Linked DNA regions of Anas platyrhynchos: region 1 is linked to region 2. The links are chromatin contacts, called in public Hi-C maps. All regions are on one chromosome and are shown on one strand. Each heading gives the region's core, a stretch centred on a gene start, on an enhancer-like site or on the middle of the called end of the contact. The rest is flanking DNA. Distances are from core to core; before and after follow the strand shown. Region 1 overlaps PRICKLE2 (prickle planar cell polarity protein 2). Region 2 overlaps PRICKLE2 (prickle planar cell polarity protein 2).

Region 1 (6,282 bases), core at 3,613-6,112, 81 kb after region 2:
CTTTATGATCGGAAATATCCCCGTTTAATGTGAAATGGCTTGAGGCTCGGCTCCGCTGCCTTTCCCAGCACCGAGTAAGTCCCTAGCAGAGGCCTGCAACCTGCAAAGAATTAGGAACGGGCGTAACTTCACACGCTGCAGAAACCCCTCCAAAGGGTTTGTGAGAGCAAGCACGGGTAGAGGTGCTGCTGGCACAGGAGGGCCACTCGGTTTGCCTGAGTGCCGTGTGAGCACACCCAGCCTTGGGACGGGCACAGGGCTGACTTTTTGTCTGGTTCCCCCCAAGGTATCGACCAGGGCCAGATGACGTACGACGGCCAGCACTGGCACGCCACCGAGACCTGCTTCTGCTGCGCGCAGTGCAAGAAATCCCTCCTGGGCCGGCCCTTCCTGCCCAAGCAGGGGCAGATCTTCTGCTCCAGGGCCTGCAGCGTCGGCGACGACCCCAACGGCTCCGACTCCTCCGACTCGGCCTTCCAGAGCGCCCGGGCCAAGGAGTCCCGCCGCAGCGCCAAGATCGGCAAGAACAAGGGGAAGGCGGAGGAGGGCGCGCTGAGCCAGCTGCAGGTCACCTCCAGCCGCCTCTCCGCCGACGTGGACCCGCTCTCGCTGCAGATGGACTTGCTGAGCCTGGCCAGCCAGACGCCCAGCCTCAACAGGGAGCACGTGTGGCGGAGCAGGGACGAGCTCTACCACTACGGGAGTAAAATGGAGCAGGGGCAGTCCCAAAGCCCGCTGCAGCTTCTCAGCCAATGCAATATCAGGACTTCCTACAACCCCGGCCAGGTCCCGGGCTCTCAGCCAGATCTATGGGGGAAGCACTTCAGCAACCCCAAGAGGAGCTCCTCGCTGGCGATGAAGGGGCACGGCGGCAGCTTCATCCAGGACTGCAGAGAGGACTACTACTCGGGGCGGCTTCGCTCGCAGGAGAGCTACAGCGACATGTCCAACCAGAGCTTCCCCGAGACCAGAGGAAGCCTCAAAGTCCCCAAGTACGAAGAGGAGGAGGAAGGCGGGATGCCGACGCCGCAGTGCCGCACCCGGCATCCCATCAACGCCCTCAAGTTCACGGAGGACCTGACACCCACCGAGCAGACTCCCCGCGGCTCCATGGAGTCCCTGGCGCTTTCAAATGCCACAGGTACGTCACCCCGGGCTCCTGTCCCCCTCTGTGTGATGGGACCCATGTGCTGGGTCACCACGGCGGGTGTCTTCCATATCTCCTTCCCCTAAACCAGACCTGGGGACCTGCAAAGTGCTTGCTCACCCTGTGCTCAGACACATGGGGGTGGGCACAGCCCATCAGCTGGGCTCGTTATAGCTTGTTGTTGTAATTAATGTGGGGTGCAAGTGTTCCCGTCCCTCTCCCGTTGCTCTCAGCCACCAGACGTGCTGGCACTGGTGTGGGTGGCAGCCTGGGGACATCACGGGGGGCCACCGGCCTCCTGCCCGACTCCCAGTGTGCATGGCAGCCCCGTCTCACTTGGTCTGCTTGTTTAGCAAATGCAGCTCTTTATAGCTGGTTGGCCCTTCTGCATAGCTCAAAACAAATGTTTGCAAGCTCTTTAATCCTCCCTTTTGTGCAGAGGGAGGAAAAATCAAGGCCAACTGCTAAAGCAGAGACAGATCCTAGCATTCAGCGCTTTGAGGACTGCTGTCAGCTGCCGTTGTGGGCTAAAAATATTTTTAAATGCTTTGAAACAGGCCCAGTTTTGCAACCCCTTTTGCTTGTTAGGCAGCCATCAAGCTCGCGGCTAGTTAAGACAAATTCCTTCTCATTTCTATGGAGCTCTCTTTCTCCTCTTCCAATGCTGTTGCGACTGCAGGAAAAAGCCAGGCGAGATGCTTTTCCCATCTCGCATGAGTGTCGAGCTCTTTTCTCCCCAGTACATCCCAATCCCAAACCGGACACAGCTGGCGTTTGCTTCGGACTCTCTAAGCAGCAAACTTCTCAGAAAAGAAAATACCAAGCCTGGTTTCCTTGCCAGAGATGCTGGCTTGCTCCTTCTTCACCATTCCCCAGCGTGTTTCCGTTCCAGCCAAGCATTGTTTGGAGCCAGGCTCATCCTGCTCCTGCCCCTACAAAATCGAGTCCTTCCCTCACTGTCCCCCACCCGTGAGCAGCCTGGAGGAGCCTGGTCCTGAGGGGTTCCCCCCCAGGGAGCATCACTAGCCCTGGGGAGCCCGTGCTGGTGAACCTGGGGCCGGTGTTCCCCCAGCTTTGATGGGCAGGTTTGCTTTGGGTACACCCTTGCCCTATTCATAGCTTTCGGTGTGTTTGTTTAGGGAAATTGCCAGCCCCGTGGCAAGATGTGAAATGAGCCAGGATCCCCCTAAACAGCAAACATTAAGAGCATGGGGGGAGAGGAGAGGCTGACGAGCTGGAGAGGGCTTTGCTCAAACAGCCTCAGAAAAAAAAAAAAAAAAGAAAATAAGATGTGAAATGGAGAGGGAGCTGGGAATTGCCCTCCTAAACAAAGCCCCGTATTTCAGAAGTTGCTCCTGTTCCTGAAAACTCATATTGTGTAAACCCTGCCGGTACAAATAGTCTTGAGCAACACCCAGTTCCAGTGAGCAACGTCTGAACACTGAAGCGACTGCTTCCTGCTGTGGAGCCGAAGTGTAGCAAGTTTTCTGAGGTACAAGTCAAGGGGTGAGCAACGTAGCAAATCTTTCATATTAAAGTGAAAACTCGTTCTGTATTTTGTTTGGGAATCCTGGAGGAGAGATCTTCCGGAGGCATCCTCGTCGTGTGGTTGTAGTAGGTTTCTGTGCAGTGCAAACTGCTTCCTTCTCTCCTGCTTTTCGGAGGAGTTGCTCAGCATGATGAGGCTTGTAACGAATGCGAGCGGTACCTCTGAAGAGGGAGGTGATAACGTTTTTATTAATGTGTAAGATCTAGTAATTGTCATTGCTCTGGGACCTGGCTCAGCTCGGGCTCAGGGGCACTGTGCTAATAACCGCAGCTCCCCAGGGCTGTGCTCGCTGGCGGGGAGCATCGGGGACAGAGCCAGAATTATCCCACTTGGTTGGCAGCGTTTTGAGGACAGCCTTGGTGACCTGGCCAAGGTCTGTGGGAGCGTGGGATTTTGAAGCCAGGTGCAAAGCCTAAATTCTGCAAGAGGGCACAGCCACTGCCTTTCCTTGTCCCCTCAGAGCGAGCTCCATGGCAAACACCATACAAAAGCAAACCAGGCTGCGGTGCCGCTTGTTCCACACTATGCTTTTCCCTATGCACATCTTGTAAATTATGTTCAGAAGGCAGGCAGGGGCTGACGGTATCTCCTCGGGTTTGCAGACCCTTGTGAAGCACGCCCCAGCCTCTGCAGGCAGCTTCTCTCCTGCCCAGCTCTGAGCTCCCTTTGAGTTCCTAACTCTGCACATTGCTCCACCTTATAAAATGAAATAATTAGCGCTGAATCCATCTAATATTTTATGGCATGGTTGGAAACGCTCTTTTTTATGGGGAGCAAACAGTCCCTGACCTGCAGAGTGTGTATTAAAAGCTGACTGGTTCCTCCCTGGCAGCAGCTCTTGCTGTGATGTTTCTATTATGACTTAACTAATAATTAGCTGGAGATGTCAGTAGGGGTGGGTAACAAACCGGGTGTCTGATGGTGGTTCCTGTCCTCTGGACAGGAGTGAAATGAAGTCCTGGGGAGCCTCTTACCAACCAGACACCATTTAGTCGCCCTAAAGCAGATCCCGAATGGCTTAGCTGGGATGTGCGGCGCCACGGTCATCCTGTGCTCCCGAGCACTCACCCATGAATTGCTCCATTGTGCTCTGTGGCCACGCTGTGGTGCCTCAGCAGGCTCCCGTTAGGTGCCCGAGTGTCGGAGGTAGCACAGCCCTCCCCGGGCTTTGTTTCTGGGTTGGAGTTAGCCGGCAGCATCTCTGCTGGCCTCTGCTTGTGCTTGTGTAATCCCCGTGAACGCCAACGGGATTTGGACACTGGCAAAGGGGAGAGTTTCCTGCTGCTGGGGCTCATCTCATCCATCCTCCCATGCTGTAGTTTGGAAATCCCTTCTCAGCTCTCAGCCGAAGGCTACAACAGGCTCTGAACGGCCCCTTCTGGGCGGCCGGGTCCTGCCCCAGCCCAGGTGCCAGCAGAGGCAGCGCTGGGGGAGAGGCAGCGAGGGACACGGGGGTTTTCCAGTGAGATTTGGGGCCAGCGCCTGCTCCGGGATGTTCAGCTGAGATCTGAAAGCATTTCTCAGCACATTCTCCAAGTTCATTTTTGCTGTATTTTATATTACCCTTTATATTTTTTTCCCAAAAGTTGCTCAGTCTGCTACAGCACCAACCCCAGTGTTCAAGGTGTGCCCAGAGTTGTGGGGTGCTTGCATCGCCCTCTAAAAAGGTTTTGCAAGTGCTGTGCGTGCCTAGCAGCTGAATCAGAAATCAAGAGCTGATCTCTGCTGATCCCCAGCAGTCATTTCCACACAATGCCACCTGGTCAAATAGCCCCCTTAAGCAAGTACCTGCGGGCTGAATGTTTTTCTGCGGTGACAGCCGAGCTGCGTGCAGAGCACGAGTGCTGCGGCGGGGAGCTGTGCTGAACGGTGACGCTGCTCTGTGCAAAAGGAGAAAGGGATTTGATGTATTTCTTGAGAAAACGTGTTTGGGTGAGGGTAACAGCCGAGCTTCATTTCCTCCCCTCATCTGTCACAGGCATAAATCCAGAAAAAAAAAAAATGTAACTGGTGCTGGTACAGGGTGCAGTGTGACTGCACGTGTATGGCACACATTCCTGGTACCTCCTCTGTTACGAGATGCTCGAAGGCCCCAAACAGCTTGTTAGTTTTTGGTTTTTTTTTTTCTTTCCAGGACTAAACAACAACTGTGATACAGGCAGAAAGTGGGGAGAGAAAATGCCTGCATGTGTGTGTGCCAGCCCTGGTCCCTGCAAGGCTGCGCTGCACTCCCTGCTGGCACAGCCTGTCTCCAACCCCTGTGCAGAGAGGCTGAAAGCAGGGGGAAAAAAAAAAAAAAAAAAAGGTGTTTCCCAGGGCTGGGGGATGTTTTCCCAAAATAATTTCAATGACCCAGCATCTCCTGCACTGAGAGCTTGGGAGCAGCTCCTGCCCATGCTGCTCCTGGCAGCAAATGTCTCGTCCCCCACGCTGTTGGGGATGGTGGAGATGGTCCTTGTGGCGAGCAGGGGCTGGGGGCTGGTCCCCATCCCTGTGCCCCCAGTGCCAGGGGGATATCAGAGCTCCCCCGGTGCATCCCTTGGGTGCTTCTCCCCCTGCTCAGCTGGGGAGGGATGTGCCCAACATGGGAAGATTTCCTTGGGACCGTGATGTGTTTGGCAAGCGCTGTGGTTCCCCCCAAATTGCAGGGCTCCTGGCCTTTCCCTCGCAGCCCTGTTTACTTTGCGTGACTTCCAGTTCTATCAGGGCTCTGCTTTATTTCTGCACCACCCCAAGGCCGGTCAGAAGCGCAGCGAGGCTGAGTTAGAAACAAATCCCCAGGAAGGCTGTTTCTCCTTAAGTCCCTTTTTAGTGCTGGGGGTTGAACTTAAAATAAATCCTGTTGCAGGGGCAGGGAGGACGTGCCTGCCTGCTGTTAGGGGAGAGACAGGGCTGTGATATGGGGGAACGAGGTGTGCCACGCCATCCCCTCCTGCGTGGCCGTGTCCCTGTCACACAGCACCTCTCCTGTCCGGGCGCAGGGTTTTGGTGCAGGCACCTCAATGAGGCTGGGGCGCTGAGGACTGTGATGTGCGGGTAAATGCCTGCACCCTGGTAAATGTACAGGCAAGGAGAGCCCTGTTTGTTTGCAATATCACAAATTTTGCATTCTCCCCACGCAGGGACAGACGATGCTGTCTCTGCACGGGCTGTTGGCTGTGGCCGTGCCGCCCTGCATGAGCCAAGCTTTGCGGGGAGCTCAGCGTAACGTGGCCCGGGAGCTGCCTCCCCTCCTGGGTGCCTCGTTTCCAGCCTCACACCAAGCCTACGTGCTCGCCGTAGCCCCTCCGCTGTCATTTGCTTGGTGTTTTAATAATCCATAATTAATGCAGCCCTGGTTTAGCAAAGCCCATAATGCAGCCAAGGGAGACGTGAGCGTGTTGCGGTGCTTTGTTGTGGCGAGGTTTTGGAGGTGATGCGTACAAGCAACATCAGCTCTTTGGACTTGGTGCTGCTGGTTTGCTTCTTCCATTGTTGTATTTTCCTTGGAAGCACCCGATCGGACAGGGGCAACCTTTGCAGTCGGGGCGGGGATTGTACAGCGTGTTCCGAGCAAACCCTAATGTTAAACAGAAACCCGCTCTGT
Region 2 (6,651 bases), core at 2,201-4,700:
CTTTCGGATTCAGATATTCCTCACTTCCTTGCGTGTTTATTTGAAAGGCTTCGGAGATGCAAGGATAGCCATACCTTATCTCGGGCAGCCTTTATGCTTGTGTTGCCTCCACAGCGAGCACCGTCGGCTCCTGTGGTTTTTATTCAGCTTTTCATTTTGCAGCAGGGAACCTGCTGGGCTAGGCAAGCTCTGCCAGCAGGGAGCTGTGTGCTGCTCCGGAGGTGAGTCCCTGTGGGGCCTGTTGCTGTCCCTATGGGGCCTGTGGTGGGCTGGAGTCACCTGGTCCCAGAGCAGGCCATCAAGCTGATGGAGGGGGTGCAAACACGTCTCAGGTGGCTTCTGCCTGCTGATTTCCAGGCCTTACACATAAGGGGATGGCGTGGTTAGCTTGCTCATGATGGTTTTTGTTGTAAGCACTTTGGGCACGGGGAAGTCGCTCCCTGCCAGGTGACTCAGTGCCAAAGCCAGTGTCCTTCAGCCGTGGGCCAGGGCAGGTTCGGGAGGGGCAGCTGCCGTTCCCCTGCCTGTGCTGAAGCTGGGCTCAGGAGCCTGCACCTCCCTTGGCTTAAATGACCTCAGCTGTCCCATTTGCCTGCACTTGTGCAAGCATTTGAAAAATCAGGGGTGATTTTTTTTCCTTTGAGCTTTCCACCCCTGTGTCAGCAGGGGAAGAGCCATGTAACTGGTGATGGATTGTGTGGGAGGTGCTGCTGCATGTCCGCAGAGATGTCCTTGCTTCTGCTCCAGCCTTGGGAGCTCTGGGACAGAGGCCGAGTTCCCTGAAGGTGTTTGAGTCCCGCTGAGGTCACCAAATGGAGGCTGGGAGCCTTGCAGGGCAGTGGCCGCATCCTGCCCACGTGGTCCTGCTGCAAAGGACCGTGCCAAGGGGCAGCCTGGCATCGAGGTATGAGTTTGGACGCTTTTGAGAGTGAGGATTCCATGAGTTTTCCACCTTCACCCACCCTGGGACAACCTTTCTTTACATAAATGTTGAGCAAACAGTCAAGTTTAGGGATTCCCAGGAGATTTTTTGGCCTGTTCCTTTCACATCTTCATGCCCCGCTGCTGAAACAGCGCCTAAAACAGCCGGGACTGATAAGGTATCCTGTTTGTGTTGGCTGCGAGGCACGATATCCATTTTAAGAGCACTACAATATTGGAGGCAGTTTTGCGGCTGGCAAAAAGCCCAAAATAAATTCTTTAATTTTTTTGTACATGACATACAAAAGAGCAGGTGAGGTACGTACTTGTTTCCGGGCAAGCCCGAGGAGCATGTTTGAAGTCCTTTACAAGTCATTCAGGATTGTATTGCAGCAGCTCAAAGGAGCTGGAGACACTTCTTGATTAAATTTCATCCCAACACAGAGCCCCAGTCTGCAGCTGGTGTAACTGGAGTTGCTGCGGGTGGCCCCATGAAGCCCGAAAAGCAGAGTTTCTCCTAGAAAAAGTCCCGTGTTTTCTGTGTGTTTTGAAGCATCATTTTGCAATTCTAGTTTTGTAAAGGAGGTGAAAAACCACGAATAATCTGATGTGGGTTTAGGTTTTGGGGTTTGTTCTGTTTTCTTGGTGACTGTTGAATGTACCAGATGAGTGAGGGGGCAGAGAGGAAAAACAGTGAGCTCTGATTTTACCTGATATTTTATTCCTAGACTAAACCCATACATGTAATAGAATTTTGTTTGTTTGTTTTTTATTGAGTTTTTGGAAAAACTGAGTAGAGCTGCATCTCAGCATGCAAAGAGTGCAATGTTACCTGCCTGGTGCGAGTGTGAATGTGTTTGCCATCCTGAAGGCAGCAGCACAGCAGCCAGCACTTTCTCAGTGCCTGGGTCCAACCCTCAGCCGTGGAGCTGAGCTGATTTTCACCAGCAAGCACGTTTCCCTCACGGAGCCTTTCTGGATGAAATTGCCTGAGACGGACCTTGCAAAATGCAGGGGCAGGGTAGATTGGCTTGCACGAGGGATTTCCTCCAAGCAGACAGCTGTCAGTGCTGGAGGCTGCGGTTGTGAATTCGGGTGCTGTGTCGGGCGTGATTTAGTGGGAGGCGGTGAGCTGATTTAACAGCTTGTCACGGCTGGGTGGGGAGGGTCCCACAGTCCCCGTGCAGCCCCCCATACTGAGCTAATGCCTTACATCGCTCACTGAAGCCTCTGCCAGGCTGGTGCAAGGAGGAGGGGGGTGAGGGATGAATGGTCACTCGGTCCAGTGGTCCCCATCCCCTTACTGTGCTTTTTTGCCCTGCTGCAGCCTCTGCCCTGTCTGCTCTCCCCCCAGGATGTGTCCCTGGCTCCCCATGCTGAGGGTCACAGCGTGGGGAGCACCAGAGGGACCCCACGTGCAGCTGCGATCACCCACACAGGGCGTGCGGCACGTGCCCAGCAGGCTGTTTTGCAGGGAGGAAAGCCTCCTACTCCTTTAATAGAGGGGTTGCAACAGGCCTTTTATCACAAGTGCCGCATGTCGTGAGAGAGAAAAAAACCTCTGGCCACCGATTGGGAAAGACCTGGGCGGGGAGCACGGGGGCTGGTGACCGAGATGCTCAGCTCAGGCTGCAGCTATGGGGCTGGTGCCCGCAGAGCACTGCCCTCCTCTTTGTTGCTCTCCCCCGTGGAGGGCTGTTCAGCCCTTTCGAGAGTTGCCCTTGGTTTTTGTTCCCTTTCTGTTTGCCTTTAAAAAGTCAATCTGCTGGCCTTTATTTTTTTTCAAAGACTTTCTCCACTCCCCCCCACCTCCGCCTCAGTAATCCATCCTTATTACACCAGTGAGTCACTCTTCAAATAATCAATTGCATTTTCATTGTCTGGCTTGTAAGTATATCACCGAGCTTAAGGACGGCAGATAGCATCAGCTCAGCTCTTTGGCAGATGGTTTTGCCGTTCACGACGCTCGTTTGGATATTTACTTTTTCTCCGATGAATAATCTCCTAGGCTGGAAGGCCAGGCTGGGGACTCTTTCCCCGCGTGTGCCACATCTTTCTGCTCTGTGGTCACTATCTAATGTTGGAGGAATTTGGAACATTAAGCAGAATCGGCCGATGTGAGGAAAACTAATTTGGGGGTAAACCTCGTGAGCAAGGCTGGTGTTGCAGAGAGCCTTTATCTCCTGGGCTCTGGGTGTGCACAGCCCCGAGGCAGCCGACAGCCAGAGCTTTGCTCAGCTTCACCAAAATAGGGCTGAGGCCAGCGCTGGTCCAAGAGGATCATACAAAATTCAGGCTGCTTTCTGCCACTGGAGAGGCTGTTCCTTCCCCCGTGTGTGGCTCTCCAAAGGGCCTTGATGGCAGGGCTTAACACTTCAAGCACTAAGTATTGCAATTATTATTCTTAGCGCGGAGGGAGGCACTTTGTACTCAGCCATCGCAGCAAATATTTCATCCCCTATCAGTTGCCCTTGTGCAGATGCTGCTGCCGCGATGATAAAAGGCATAATGGCTGCTCTCGCTGATAAGGAGAGTGTATAAATATAATTACTGAAATCCCTATGCAGAGCCTGCGGATGGAGGAGAGTCCCCACGAGGGGTTCCTCCTGCTCCCGAGCCCTTTGCTGCGCAGGCAGAGCGGGCGCGCCTGCTCCCTGCCGGCTGCAGCTCCTGGCAGCCGAAATGGGAGCTGCTTGGCCACAGCTGGGAGCAATTAGTAAAAGATGTCTTTCTCCCTCCCTCCCCATTTTGGTTCCTCCTCCTCTTCTCCTTGAAACCAAGCCATCGGCCTCGGGGAGCCAGGCAGGAAAACCCGGAGCAACTTGGGTGTGAGACCGATGGTGGGGCTAAGCCTCACCAGCAGGGTGAAGCTTCGGGCAGCTGTGCCAGCTCGGGGACGGATCCTGCTCCCTGCAGTCACCCCTTGGTGTTGGGGTGCTGGTGCCAGTGGCTCTCGTTGCACTGTGTCCATCCCTCGTGGCACACGAGGGACTTTGTGTAAGGCGCTCCCCTCCTACGTGCTGTCCAAGCGTCAAGCTGACCTCGCGAGAAGCGCGCTGTAGCCGAGGAGCCAGATATTATTTAGATCGAGCCAACAACAAAAAAATATTTCCATGGCAGCAGTAACCATAGGAAACCTCCCCAGAGTGTCCTGGGTGGTTCCCATTTCCTTGCCTTCAGCTGTTTGCTTTGCAAGCGGAGCAGCAGCGTGAGCGCGGCGTGCCCGTGTGCCAGCGGCAGTGGCCGGCAGCCCTGCTGTCCCTGGGGATGTGCTGCTGCTCCTCGTTTTCTCTTGTGCTGCCTGGCTAGTGAAAAGCTGTTTTCAGAGGGTTCTTTAGACGCCATGAAGTCTCAAAGCCACCTCTTACCTTCTGTCAGCTTACAAATGCATGTTTGATCCTTAAATACCCAAGGCAGGATAGTGAATGGGCTGCCAGGATCCGATTCTTCCTTTTTATAGTGTCTTAGAAAGATGCTTTTATTCTCCCTCTGGCTCAGCCAGCGATGCTTGGCCTCCAACCAAGATAGGGAAACTGGGACGAGAATCACTTAGGCTAGCAAGATGAAAAGTTGTAAAAAATACCAACTTTTGGTTGGGGAAAAATATTGATAAATGAGTTCATTGAAAAATATATATATATTCTTGATCGGCTTCATCCGGGCACGCTTATAAGAGGAGTCTTGGTCTCGGGGCACTGCTGCTTCTAGGAAACGTGAGCTGGGAAGCGAACACGAGTGTTGGGAATGGAGAGGGTTTGGGGTGAGTCACGGGAACCCGTTGTGCTGGTGCGGCCGTGTAGGGCCGGCCGGGACGGGGCGGCTGCGTGGGAGCGCCCGCGGGCCCCGAGGGTGGGAGCTGCGCCCACGGGTGGCCCAGCAGGGCCGTGCGCGGGGCTGTCCTCAGTCTCAGGCTGTTCCCAGCAGAAGGCATCGCCAGCATAGGCAGGTAACCGGGATTTCTGGGTGCTGTGCAGCTTTAATTCCTGATTTTACAAACCCCACAACCCGGCAGGAGTCAGTTTTTGCTCAAGGCTACCCGGCGTGTGAAGAAGAGGCAGGTGGAGGGCGGCGAGGCTGAGCGGCTTTCCCTTCTCCTGTGCCAAACAAATGGTAACATTCATCACGAATCCGCGTCCGTGCCTTATTAAATCTGAAAACAGATTTAATAAGGCCATGTGCTGGTTGTGCAGACCCTTTAAATGTCAGGTTTGAGGAGGGCTGGGAAGTGAGAAGGCGATAAAAGTTAATATTCCTAAGCCAGGTATGTGTGGTGTAGCTCAGATTTTTAATATCGAGTGCATAATTTATTACAAGATGTAGAGGTTTCGAATACATATATTTGAATGTGTTTTAATATTATCTTTCCTTCCAGTAGCAGGAACAATGGTGTTTTACAAAAGAAAAATGATCTCACGTTTCCATTTGATAGTTCCAGCTTGTACCTCTAATAGGTGTGGGATTCAGTGGGGTGTGAAGGCTATCTGATAAATGCCTGAATAATAAAGCTATATTGTTTGTTCTGATTTCCCTGCGCTATTTTCAAATGTATAAATAAAACATTTTCAAACTGCAGACCACGCAGTTGAGCGCAGACTATTTACTTTCTGCCGATGCAACCTGTAGGAGACACGAGCCTTTCGGTGCCTGCCAGCAGAAGTCTTGTGGCATTAGCCCCGCGTGTCACGCTGGAAGTGCTCACGCGTAATTTTCATAAATATTTTGTCCAAAGTAAAGTTATACCTATTTTAAACACTACTAATCTCTTTAAACAAAGAGGCATTTGTCTTCGTGTACAGCAGAGGGCACTCGGCATCGTCGAGCTGGGAGGAGGAAACTGATCTGCCTGAAGGAGAAAACCACGGGGCTCACACGATGTTTTGCAGAAATTAAATACTCTGTGTGTGTTTGCCCATATATATGTGCATATAAAAAAGCATAGGGTGGCATATATATAAAAATAATCCTAGCACATAATATAAAACTGAAGTGGTCGTGGTCGTGGCTGAAGTTGAAGTGCACTCTGTGCTGAGTGGTGCTCAGCCTGGTGCTGGGTTGGTGCGGAGCTCACAGTGCTGTGAGCTCGCTCCTGACAGCATGGAGCTGGTGGAGAAGTCCTTGAGATGGTTTTCATCTCCCCATGGCGATTTTCAGTGATTTAAGGAAGGTTAAAGCAGTGTGTTTGGTGGATGGAGGGGGTAGCAGTTCCGTGGCTGCACAAGGTGGCAGAGCTGGATGTCCCAGCGGTTGGGGTGGGAGGTGCTGGTGCATGAGGCTTTCCCAAAATGTCCCAAAGCATCTCCATACTGCACCAGGGGTGTGGGCATTTTGGGGTCCTGACAGCCAGTAGAGTGAAAGGGCATGCAGCTGAAGATAACCGCTTTATGCAAAATACAAAGCCAGGTGGATTTTGCTGCTGGGTGTCTGTGGAATGTGAAGATCAGAGACACATGGAAATGTTGCAGGGGCTTTATAACAGGTGCTAATTAAGATTTGGATGTCATGGAGTAATCTAAGATTACAGTAGCAAGGATTTTTCAATAGACCCTGCTATCCGGGAGGGCAGCAGACCCTGTCAGAGGGCTGCAGCAGGATCTTGGAGGGGTTGTTGCACACAGTTTTCACCCTTGTGTTGTTATTTTGCAAGACCTCGGTGCAGCAAAGGCACGATGTGCATGACAAATTCCAGGGTACAGGCTGCCCTGCGTGCTGGAGATCACTTTCTCACCGGTG

What was found. A called contact is a pair of places that touch in the nucleus more often than the background predicts.
Region 1: a Hi-C map of F5 follicle shows a contact between it and region 2, with 4 times the contacts expected there. The contact joins two enhancer-like sites. A contact is called at or near these places in 2 of 8 Hi-C or Micro-C datasets (F1 follicle and F5 follicle).

Annotation. Positions count from the first base shown.
Region 1 is chr13:7,285,574-7,291,855 of IASCAAS_PekinDuck_T2T, forward strand. It overlaps PRICKLE2 (prickle planar cell polarity protein 2), which reads left to right. Exons shown (of 9, transcript XM_027467495.3): 8 at 287-1,141. All of the region lies in intron 1 of LOC140003544 (a long non-coding RNA gene), which reads right to left. Among named protein-coding and RNA genes, the nearest start is that of PSMD6, 28 kb to the right of the region's middle. Within about 2 kb of position 4,863, at least 4 of the 8 cell types and tissues checked have an H3K27ac peak or open chromatin away from gene starts, as enhancers often do. A contact at or near this core is called in F1 follicle and F5 follicle, where this site is marked.
Region 2 is chr13:7,206,126-7,212,776 of IASCAAS_PekinDuck_T2T, forward strand. All of the region lies in intron 2 of PRICKLE2 (prickle planar cell polarity protein 2), which reads left to right. Among named protein-coding and RNA genes, the nearest start is that of PRICKLE2, 9.0 kb to the left of the region's middle. Within about 2 kb of position 3,451, at least 7 of the 8 cell types and tissues checked have an H3K27ac peak or open chromatin away from gene starts, as enhancers often do. A contact at or near this core is called in F1 follicle and F5 follicle, where this site is marked.